Linked DNA regions of Danio rerio: region 2 is linked to region 1. The links are chromatin contacts, called in public HiChIP or PLAC-seq maps. All regions are on one chromosome and are shown on one strand. The core of a region is the stretch at or near the end of the contact, and the rest is flanking DNA. Distances in the headings are between cores, read along the strand shown. Region 1 overlaps jmjd1cb (jumonji domain containing 1Cb). Region 2 overlaps exoc6 (exocyst complex component 6).

Region 1 (5,333 bases), core at 1,354-3,853:
TTTTAAACAAGTCTTAATTTTCCAGATAAAGCAACACAACATACTTTTAACATGTTAAACTTGTCATTAAAACAAAAAATACAACTAGACTCTATACAGCCAGAGTTTTCTTGTTTTTGACACATGTATGTAGTTTTGATTTATTTATTTTTTATTGCAAGCAAAAACCCAACCAGGCCATTAGAAATAATAATTAGTGTTTAGTCCTGTGTAAGTCTTCAATTTAATTCATAATGGTCTTAAAAGGGTCTTAAGAAGTCTTAAATTTGACTTGATGAAACCTGCAAAAACCCTGTAAAAGCTTCAAAAATTAATCAGAAAAAATTTGATACCTTCATCCAGGTACCTCATAAACACTAGAACACAAGACGACATGCTAATTCAGATATTGCTTTAGGGCTTGTAAATGCTGGTTTTAAAATGTGCTTGATGTCATTGTTTAGGTATGATGATTTGATGAAGAACCTCCCCATGCCTGAATATTCAGACCCGGAGGGAAACCTCAACCTGGCCTCCCATCTGCCCACCTTTTTTGTGCGGCCGGATCTGGGCCCTCGCCTCTGCTGCGCATATGGTACTACAGCTCCCTCTGTCTCTCACACACTCAGACACACTTTTGATTTCTGGCTTATCTTGTTTTCTGTTTTGGTTTACCACATTTTACTTCAGTATTTATTACAATATTATGTTCAGTTACAGGAAGGAACATTTCCCAAAAGAAAAAGTGTAAAGAAAATTTGTCAATTTTAAATTTTGTTTTAAATTTTAGGTCAATAAAATAAAATAAAATAAGATAAAATAAGATAAAATAAAATAAAATAAATATTATTTTTATGACAATTAGGAATATTTTCCACCACAATCGACTGATTAAAAAAAAACATATGAAGAGTTCAGATGCAAAATCCTTTAAGTGCCATCTAAATTTTTTTTTTCTGAAATTAGCATTTTTTCTCAGCCTCTTATATTAATTTTCAGTTATTTTAAAGTCAATGAAAAACTTGTTCATTACCAAGAATAATAGAAAACTGCTCATTTCAGAAGAAAATTTCAGATTGCACTTTTATGCATTCATATTAAAATAAAACACGTGGTGTTTATTGTTTTTATTGTAATTATACTTCATTTATTTATATTTAAACTTAAATTTAAAAAGACTGAACCATATGGTGCAAATTAGGACTGTCAATTGATTTAAAAATGTTATGGCTCTAGTTGAAATCATGGTCCTTGGAAAATTATAATTATTCGCAAATTTTAAATATACAATTTAAACGTAGAAGTGTTGTGTTGAAATGAAATGCAGGACGAGTTTAAGAAAACAGATCATCTAGTTTTATCATCTTATTATTCTTATTATTTACAATATTTAACTTGCCGTGCAGTTGCCAGTTGTCATTGATTAATTGCGCCAAGGTAATTTTGGTCACTTCTGATGCCCAGTGGTCTCCAGTAAGTGCAATGAAAGTGCCTTCTGCAAATTGATTTACTTTTTTATTTTTGCCATTTTCTGTTGTACAATTCATGTAGCTTTGAATTAATAGTTAGCCTTAAAGGTAACTGGTACAGTAATGAACAATGTTGATGGATATGTGCATTGCCATTTAGTGATCAGGAATCAGTTAGGTTTGCAGTTGTTTGTTTGTTGGCAGGCCCATCAACAAAAAAATAAGCGCACGCTAATTTGGTTTTATCTGGAAGCAGTTTATAATGAAACTTTCCATTCAGCACACAATGCCTCATCATGTCTTGAGCCATCATATTACTGCTGTTTGCTGTACTCTTATTATCACACAATGAAAGGACTGTGGTGATGGCAAAACCCTTATCAAATCATTCATTTGTGTCAAAGAAATCTTTTTTCTCAAAGAAAGTCTTTATGTTGACATCCCAATTTAGTGTTCACATTTCTGTTCATATTTCTAAACATTAGCTTTAATATCTAATTTCTATTTACTGATTTATCTTTGCCATGATTACAGGACACAATATTTGACTAGATATTTTGAAGATACTAGTATTCAGCTTCAAGTGTGATTTAAATGCTTTAGTAGGTTAATGAGGTTAATTAGCCTATTTAGAGTAATTAGGCACGTCATTTTATAACAGTGGTTTGTTCTGTTGACAATACAACAACAATATTGCTTAAAGGTGCTTTTTTTTAATGAAAAGCTGCTTTTACCCTAGCTAAAATAAATCAATTAAGACTTTCTCCAGAAGAAAAAAATATTACAGGAAAAATTCCTTGCTAAACATCATCAACTGTATGTAAACCTTGATGCCTGAAACACAGTGAACTGAATGAAATATGATCCATGTCACAGGTGTGGCAGCGTCTCAGGAGCAGGATTTCGGCACTGCTAACCTGCACATGGAGGTGTCTGACGTGATCAGCGTGCTGGTTTACGTCGGAGTGGCAAAAGGGAATGGCGTCTTGTCCAAAACAGGTAAGTCTGAGATTCATCCGCCACACAACTGTCATTTACTGTCCATTAACTCAGTGAAAGATGTGGAGGGGGAAAAGCTTCCTGCTTGAACAGAAATGTTCCATAAACCCCTGAGCTCAGAGGAAGAAAAAAAAAACACAGAACATGGTTTCCACCCTGGAAACAATGAAATGTGAGAGATGCATCTGGAAGGAGTTTTCCCTGCCTGTGCATTGCCATAGCAGCACTGCAAAGAGCTTTTCTCTCAGCACTTAACGAGAGTGAATCAGTAAAACCTTCACATTAACAGAGGCTTAATATGAACTAAAATCCAGCTGGAGCTTTTATTTCTTCCACTCTCTTTCATCGTCTATAGTGGGATGTCTGCTACAGTAGGCAGATCTAAAACATTCAAGATTTAATGTTACATCTAAACATCATTGGTTCTCAGTCATTTTGACCCCAATTGTCCTAAACAGTAAAAAATATATTTGTTTCTGTCCAGAAATTATATATTAGAGCTTGTCAAAACTACAAAAATTCTTTCATATTTCTATATTCTTTGTAAAAATGCTCATGACATTTAAAAATTACATTGGTAACAAAAAAACTTACACAAATAATCAAATCAAATCACTTTTTATAGTCACATCATCAGCAGCACGAGTGCTATGATGAGTGAAAAGCTTAGGTGCTGGCTCCAGACAGTACAAAATACAGACAGTGCAAATACAACGACAGTGCAAAATATAGCAGCATACTCCTAAAAATAAATAAATAAATAAATAAATAAATAAATAAATAAATAAATAAATAAATAAATAAAGAGGACAATGTAAAATTGACAGCAATATGTACAATGTCCACATAGTTGTAGGCAGTATTGTTTTTTAAGTATGGATTGGTTAAAGTGCAGTGCATGCTACATATTGATGGTGTGCAGTGAGGGGTGTGGAAGAGTCTGTGTGGGGTGTGTTAAGTGTTCATCAGCCTGATAGTCTGAGGGAAGAAACTTTCCTTCAGCCGGCGAGTGCGTGACCGGATGCTGCGAAACCATCTGCCTGAGGGTAGCAGAGAGAAAAGTTTATGGCATGGGTGGCTGGAGTCGCTGATCATTTTTTTGGCTTTCCTCATGCACCGCCTGGTGTAGATATCCTAGAGGGAGGAAATTTCACCTCCTACTACGCGTCCAGCAGTTCGTACAATCCTATGTAGGCCTTTGCGATTGCTGCTGGTGCTATTTCCATACCAGGTGGTGATACAGCCAGACAGGATGCTCTCCTGTAATAAGTTTTTTCAACTTTAATTTTTACACTAATGCTAGGGTACAATGCACATGAGGATGATTATCAGCACAGTATGCACAGCCTGATTTTTTTCTACCCTCCATATATTAGTTAAATTAGACAAAATTAGTTTGTATGCAAAGTGGCAACACCCATGCCATGCACATTCTGGGAAAAACTATTTGGTAACACTTTAAAATAGTGGTTCATTAGTTCATGTATCTATTAACATGAACAAACAATTAGTAATACATTATTATATCATTTATTCATCTTCGTTATCGTTGGTAAACGTTATTTTAAGGGCACCTATGAATAAAATTATCTTTTGTAAGCTGTTTGGACAGAACTGTGTGGATTATTAGTGTGTCCACAGTCAAACTGGGGTATGACTTTAAAACAGGATCCAAATCCCTCCCATTTTGAGGCCCACCGCAACACGGCGTAGGAGTTTGGTTTCCTCACCCACCGAATTGATTGACAGACATGTATTAACATGTATCTGTAGTAATATGTATAATCAAATCCACAAGACAGGACATGCGCAATGCAACTGGGATTAAAAGATCTGCTCAGCTCGCTGTGATCATCCGCACCTCAAGAATGAGTTTTACAAGTATTTCGAGAGTTCACACTTAGATATTGCTTGACAACTGTAAGCAGGTTTGGCATGCTGTCCCGGGAGAGAACCCTGAGCTCGGAGATAGTTGAGCCCAGGGCTCCCGCCAGGTCCATAGAGCATGTGAGGGGAGTACGAGATCAGGTGGTTCTCGAGAGCTCCCCTTTTTGTAAAGGAGAAAAGGAGGAGAAAGGGGTTGATTGGGGGTTTCTTCGGAAAACGAAGATAAGGGAGTAAATCTAGCTAGGCTACTTATAGTGAGTTCGGATAGATCTGATTGGCTAACTAATGAGTGTAGTAGATAGGTGGCCAGCTGCAGTCAATTATATCACATGCTCCTCTCGAAATTAGTTTAAAAACTTCACAAAATGTTTATAAAACAGTGCATGTATGTAATAAAGACAGTAGAATCACTGCGTAATTCATCACCACAGGCACATTGTGTCAGCACAATTATAAAAGAAGATGCTGCAATCCTGGTTTGTGGATCAGGGTTATTTTGTAAATTAACATAATGGATGTCCATACAGCAGTGTATATTAATGTGTATCCTGTCACATTAGCCGAGACAAGTTTTATAACGACATTGTGTGAGACACATCGTTGCCAAGGCTAGAAATAACTTCACAACAAATATATCAAATAACCATTGGGAAACTTCTTGCTGTAGTAAGGGAGATCTGCTTCATTCTTGTCGGTCACTGTGCTGTTTATCTGGCATGAGAAGCAGCAGGTGTAGGCTACACGCACGTGGGAACGATGGCGTGGAGAACCAGCTTATTTGCATTAAAGGCACAGACAACAAAAACAGCTACATTGTCCAAACACCTCAAATTTCCGAGATTTAAAAAGATATATTCAATAATCTGATGGGTGTTTTGAGCTGAAACCCTACAGACACATTCCGGGGACACAAAAGACTTTTATTAAATCTTAAAAAAGGTTTGAAATAGGCGGTCTTTAAGTACGTGACAACTTTGCATTTTAATAATGCATTAGTAA
Region 2 (5,276 bases), core at 319-2,818, 490 kb before region 1:
ATATCGCATTTTAGAGTTATGATTACAAGCATTTGATGTTTTTTCTTTCATAGCGAACCCACAGTTGTACATGAAAATAAATGTTTACAATGTTAGTATACCTACTTTAGCCTATATATTGTTGAATATAATCTCATAATGGTAAATGTCTGATTTTACCAGTGAATAAATTTGTCTTGTATAACAGATTGCAAGCATCTCAAGCATAATAATTCAACATTATAATTATTATAAGTAGAATATAATCATTTATAGAAACCAGTAGACCTAAACATAATAATATTATCGATGTTGTGCCATATGTTTGTTTTTACCATACCTTTATTTTACATCTACAGAATCGTGAGAAAATCGTGATCTTTATTTTAAGCAAAAAAATCGCGATTCTCATTTTAGCCGGAATCGTGCAGCTCTAACAGTGAGTGACTCTGCCGTTCTGATGCAGATAGGGAGTTCATTCCACCAACTGAACATATTGAATGCGAGAGTTCGGGAAAGTGATTTCTTCCCCATTTAGGATGGAACCGCAAGGTTCTGTTCATTCACAGAACGCAAGTTTCTGGAGGGCACATAAATCTTCAGAAGTGAGAGCAGATAAGGAGCAAAGTCAGATGTCTCTTTGTAAGCAAACATTAGAGCTTTGAATTTGATGTGAGCAGCAACAGGCAGCCAGTGCAAACGGATAAGTAGCGGAGTGACATGTGCTCTTTTAGGTTCATTAAAGACCACTCGTGCTGCTGCGTTCTGAAGCAGCTGAAGAGGTTTGATAGAGTTAGCTGAAAGCCCGGCTAGTAGAGAGTTGCAATAGTCCAGTCTGGAGAGAACAAGAGCTTGAACAAGGAGTTGAGCTGCATGTATTAAACCATTTAGTGGTAACAGAACTCTTGCGTTATTTTTTAGAGTGTGGTTCCTATATTCTGGACAGAGGAAAAAAATGCTACATGTGAAAGAAAATCGTAAAGATTAAATTGAGTTTATGAGTGTATTCAGAGAAGTTTAGAGGGTATTTTTTTTTTATATTCCCATTACCAATCTGAAAAAGCATAGTGTTAAATAAGGAAGCACTACTACTGCTTCTCTATAAGCTTCGCCTAGTGATAAAGAATGCATTTCTATTAAGCCGTCTGCTTTTGTTTCGTGCTGGTATGCTTTATGCAGGATAATTTTAAGGAGGTAAAGTCAGACTATTATGATTTAGTTAGATATTAGGATTAGTTAACTTTTTTCTGTGACGTTTGATGTCTCATCTGTATCTCAGTATGAATATTGTTTGGAAATTTGCCACAGATAACCTGAGTTCACTCTATTCCACTTGTTATGAAGAAAACTGTTTATTCAGCAGAAGTTCTAGGCAGCATATTTTACACTCTTGATCTTGTGATTACGGTGGGTTTGAAAACCAAACCTGCGTTGATTAAAGCCTTTAGAAAGCAGATCTACAGGACATGCAAATTTGTCAACATTCCAGCACAAGAAATCATGTCCCGAGGCGACGCATTCTGTACTAACATGCGCACTGATGGTTACAGATATGACAGCTGTATTTTCTCATTCCACAGACATCAGACATGTTACCTAACACACTTAACACTTAGCTTCCTTGCCTTTCATAATTTCACCTTGTAAAAGGTGTGCGGGAAAAGCACTTCATCATGCTGTGCATCAGCTTTTCCACTTCGTTGCACCATGTCTATGAATTAAAAAAATAAAATATGAATTACACACAATGGAAAAAGGTTTAAAAACTTTATAGTGTATATCCTTGACAAATTGAGTGTATTTCGTTTTTTTTGTTGTCAAATAAATGAAAAAAAACAATCATTCATTCATTTTCTTTTCAGCTTAGTACCTTTATTAATCTGAGGCTGCCACAGCGAAATAAACTGCCAACTGTGCTTGATAAGTTGGCGGTTCATTCCGCTGTGGCGACCCCGCATTAATAAAGGGACTAAGCCGACAAGAAAATGAATGAATGAATGAAGTTCTACTCGGTTGTGTGCATAATTTTTGTATGCACATCTTGGCATTTCCATCCAGAGTTTTTATGCGATATTCCAAAATGCACATAAAAATAGGTGGATGGAAACAAAGCTATTGATGTTTCAGAATGCTGACCTTTATAAACTTGACTTCCTTTAGCCTATTTTCTTAAAAAATGTATGTACTGTGATTAACCCTTATTCACCTGTCTATTGTTAGAGGTTTGGTTTCATCAATAAGCTTGTGTTACAACTAGGGGTGTAACGATACACTCAGCTCACGATACGATGTGTATGACGATATAATGTTCACGATTCGATATGTATCACGATATTTGGAATAAAAATTGAAAATTAAACTGAAATGCAAATTTTACCAAGTGAACTATTTTTTTATGTATTTCTTTTGTTTCAACTTGTTAAACTGAACCTTCTTTAAGAAAATAAATTAAACAGGCCTGTCTCTGGAAAATAAAACAATTTAAAAACTTCTTAAAAATATTATTGAAATGACAGAGACAAAATTAAAGAACAATTTAAGTAAAGGTGCAAAAAAAATAAGCTTTCTATTCAATTGAGTTTTACAGTTAGAGCTTAAGGCTTTGATTTCGTACTAGTACAATTGTAATTGCAGATATCTCTAATTGTCATTCTGACTAGTCGAATTCTAATTATGACTAGTCAAAATATAATTAGAGATATCTCTAAATATATTTATGGATAGTCAGAACAAAGGTTTAAATGCTAAAACGGCTTGCCATACGCGCGCGTCTATCATAGTCCGCCCTCTGTAGTAACAGCTCACGGTCAGCTCATGTCATGTTTGATTTTGCGGCGGGAACATTATATGAAGACAGAATGATATTTTAGGGTGAATTGTACCTTGTCAAAAAGCGGACGAGTCCAAAGCAATGACTGTACAACCGAAATGTTGCCAGACGTCTGATTTTGAGAGGATGGGCCATCCTCTATTTCAGCTCCACTCATCTTGGTCTGCTAACATTACTGCTGCTGCAATCTGAACTCACGTGCGACAGCAGGTGGAACGTAGCTCACGTGCAAACAGCTCAACTAATAAGAGAAACAGATGACATATCGTAATCAAATCGTCATAACGCCACGATGCATATTGTGACATTTTTGCATCGCAATAAATCGTACAACGATAAATCGTTACACCCCTAGTTACAACTTTGGTTTCATTAGCCACTCTGTGATGGTAGGCGTAGAAGTATTGATGTATAACATTCTGAATTTTCTCTTTGAGCCATAAGAAAAATAGTTTGTCTTTCTGCATGCTGTGTTTCTCTGTTTCCTCCTGGACCTCTTAGCAGTTGTCCGGAACCTTACGTTCTTTGGTCTGTTGAATTCAATAACAGGAAGGAGGAAACTCATTGTGAGCATGTCTCTGCTGATAGTAGCTCTGTGTGCGTGTGTGCAGATTCGCGGAAAGGATATCCCATTAAAGGGCGTAATCTGACCTTCTGAAAGGCAGTGGAAGTGGGTACCGATTTTAGAAAGCTTTGCATGTTTTCAGTAGAAAATGGCCCTCAGCGTTTTCCATCTGGGTGGCAGGAATTGGCTGTTTTGGTCTTTGGTGAGAGGAAATACATACGCGGGGATATGCAGTTAATGGACATCCAGATGCCACACTCGCTGCTGAGAGAGAGCCACATTTATCTGGATATGTAAATATCTGCTGCGCTCTATCCTCTCAATAACAAAACAAACACACAAGAAAAATGGCACCATTGAGAAAACATGTTTCAATGAAAGAGGAAGGATTTTAATGGTAGCACTTTATGTTTGCACAACCTCTGCAGGTCACCAGCATTATGTCGACCGATGAAGTAATTAAAATGACTAGAAATTGTAATGATAATTTTTGCGGCACAGTGGCTTAGTTGTTAGCACTGTTGCCTCACAGCAAGAAGGTCGCTGGTTCGAACCTCAGCTGCGCCAGTTGGCATTTTTGTGTGAAGTTTGCATGTTCTCCCTGTGTTGACGTGGGTTTCCCGAGTACTCTGGTTTCCCTACAGTCAAAAGACATGAGCTATATGTGAATTGGATGAACTATAGTGTTTGAGTGTTTGAGTGTATGTGTGTGTGTGCGTGCGTGCGTGTGTGTGTACATGTGTTTTTGTGACATATCAGGACACAAATCTGTATAATGACATGAGAATGACACGGGTATTACAAAAAGGAGGTGAAATATGAGGACATTGATGACGTCCTCATTTCTCAAAAAGCTTATAAATCACACAGGGCGAGTTTAATCAGAGAGTAAAGCTGGACACTGACTCCTGTGATGGTTGGGGTTAGGGGTAGGGTGGGGTGAGGGCAATACTATATACGGTTTGAACAGTATAAAATTAATGGAAACCTATGTAATGTACCCACTTTTCACAAAAACAAACGTGTGTGTGTTTGTGTTTTTGTGTGTGTGTGTGTGTGTGTTTCCCAGTACTGGTTTGCGGCTGAAAGGGCATCCACTGCATAAAACATATGCTGGAATACAACTTTACCTTAATCAATCTCAGTTTTTTGCTTAAGCATGAGTTATAATGAAACCTGCCCCAATGAGTAATTTGTATCTGTAGGTTTTTTTTTTTTATATGTTAAATCAACGCTATCTCACTGCAATTCATAACTTTTGATTCAGTGGCTAATTCATATGAAATCGTAGGATCTCGTTTGTACAATTTCCTACGATTTTTTAATTCCCCAATGATGATTGTTTAGGGGCGGGGTTTGGAGCCACGCCTCCTTTTAAAAATTGTACATTTTCATACGACTCCTATAAATTCATACAAATTAGCCACTAAACTGACAAAACGTAAAATAGTTATGTTTCCTCATAATATCAGGCTGGTTGAATACATACAATTATGCAATCGCGGAAGTATAACATGAGCAAAGTTCAAAGTTTGACATTTGTTAAAGATGATGTGTTTCTGGTCTCTGTTAACTTTTGTTTGAAGATATTGTTTTTCCTTTGTTGTTGCAGTGCAATTTGTGTGGGATTGAAAGTCTGGGATTGATTTCAGCTGAATTCAAAATTTTTTTTATATATAAAAATATAATTAATTGTATGACCTGTTGCTGTGCATATGGAGCAAACATAGTCAGGTTTTAGTTTCTGGCTGGTCAATCAGGTACATTACAATCAGGTGTCTGTCTATCTATCCGTCCGTCCGTCTGTCTGTCTGTCTCTCCATACGTTTGTCTGTCTGTCTATCCATCATCTGTTAGGGGTGTCAAAATTAATTGTTTTTTCGGTGCACCGCGATGCAGACG

What was found. HiChIP or PLAC-seq counts read pairs in DNA pulled down with a chosen protein or histone mark.
Region 2: a contact with region 1 is called in an H3K4me3 HiChIP or PLAC-seq map of embryo, with 9 times the contacts expected there. The contact joins two enhancer-like sites. A contact is called at or near these places in 1 of 18 Hi-C or Micro-C datasets (hematopoietic stem cells) and 1 of 4 datasets of contacts at active chromatin or transcription factors (embryo).

The regions. Positions count from the first base shown.
Region 1 is chr12:9,147,196-9,152,528 of GRCz12tu, reverse strand. jmjd1cb (jumonji domain containing 1Cb) reads left to right here. Exons shown (of 26, transcript XM_073918202.1): 21 at 444-574; 22 at 2,325-2,447. Among named protein-coding and RNA genes, the nearest start is that of nrbf2b, 22 kb to the right of the region's middle. Within about 2 kb of position 2,603, at least 4 of the 62 cell types and tissues checked have an H3K27ac peak or open chromatin away from gene starts, as enhancers often do.
Region 2 is chr12:9,631,508-9,636,783 of GRCz12tu, reverse strand. The region is part of intron 1 of exoc6 (exocyst complex component 6); the gene reads left to right. Among named protein-coding and RNA genes, the nearest start is that of exoc6, 8.8 kb to the left of the region's middle. Within about 2 kb of position 1,568, at least 3 of the 62 cell types and tissues checked have an H3K27ac peak or open chromatin away from gene starts, as enhancers often do.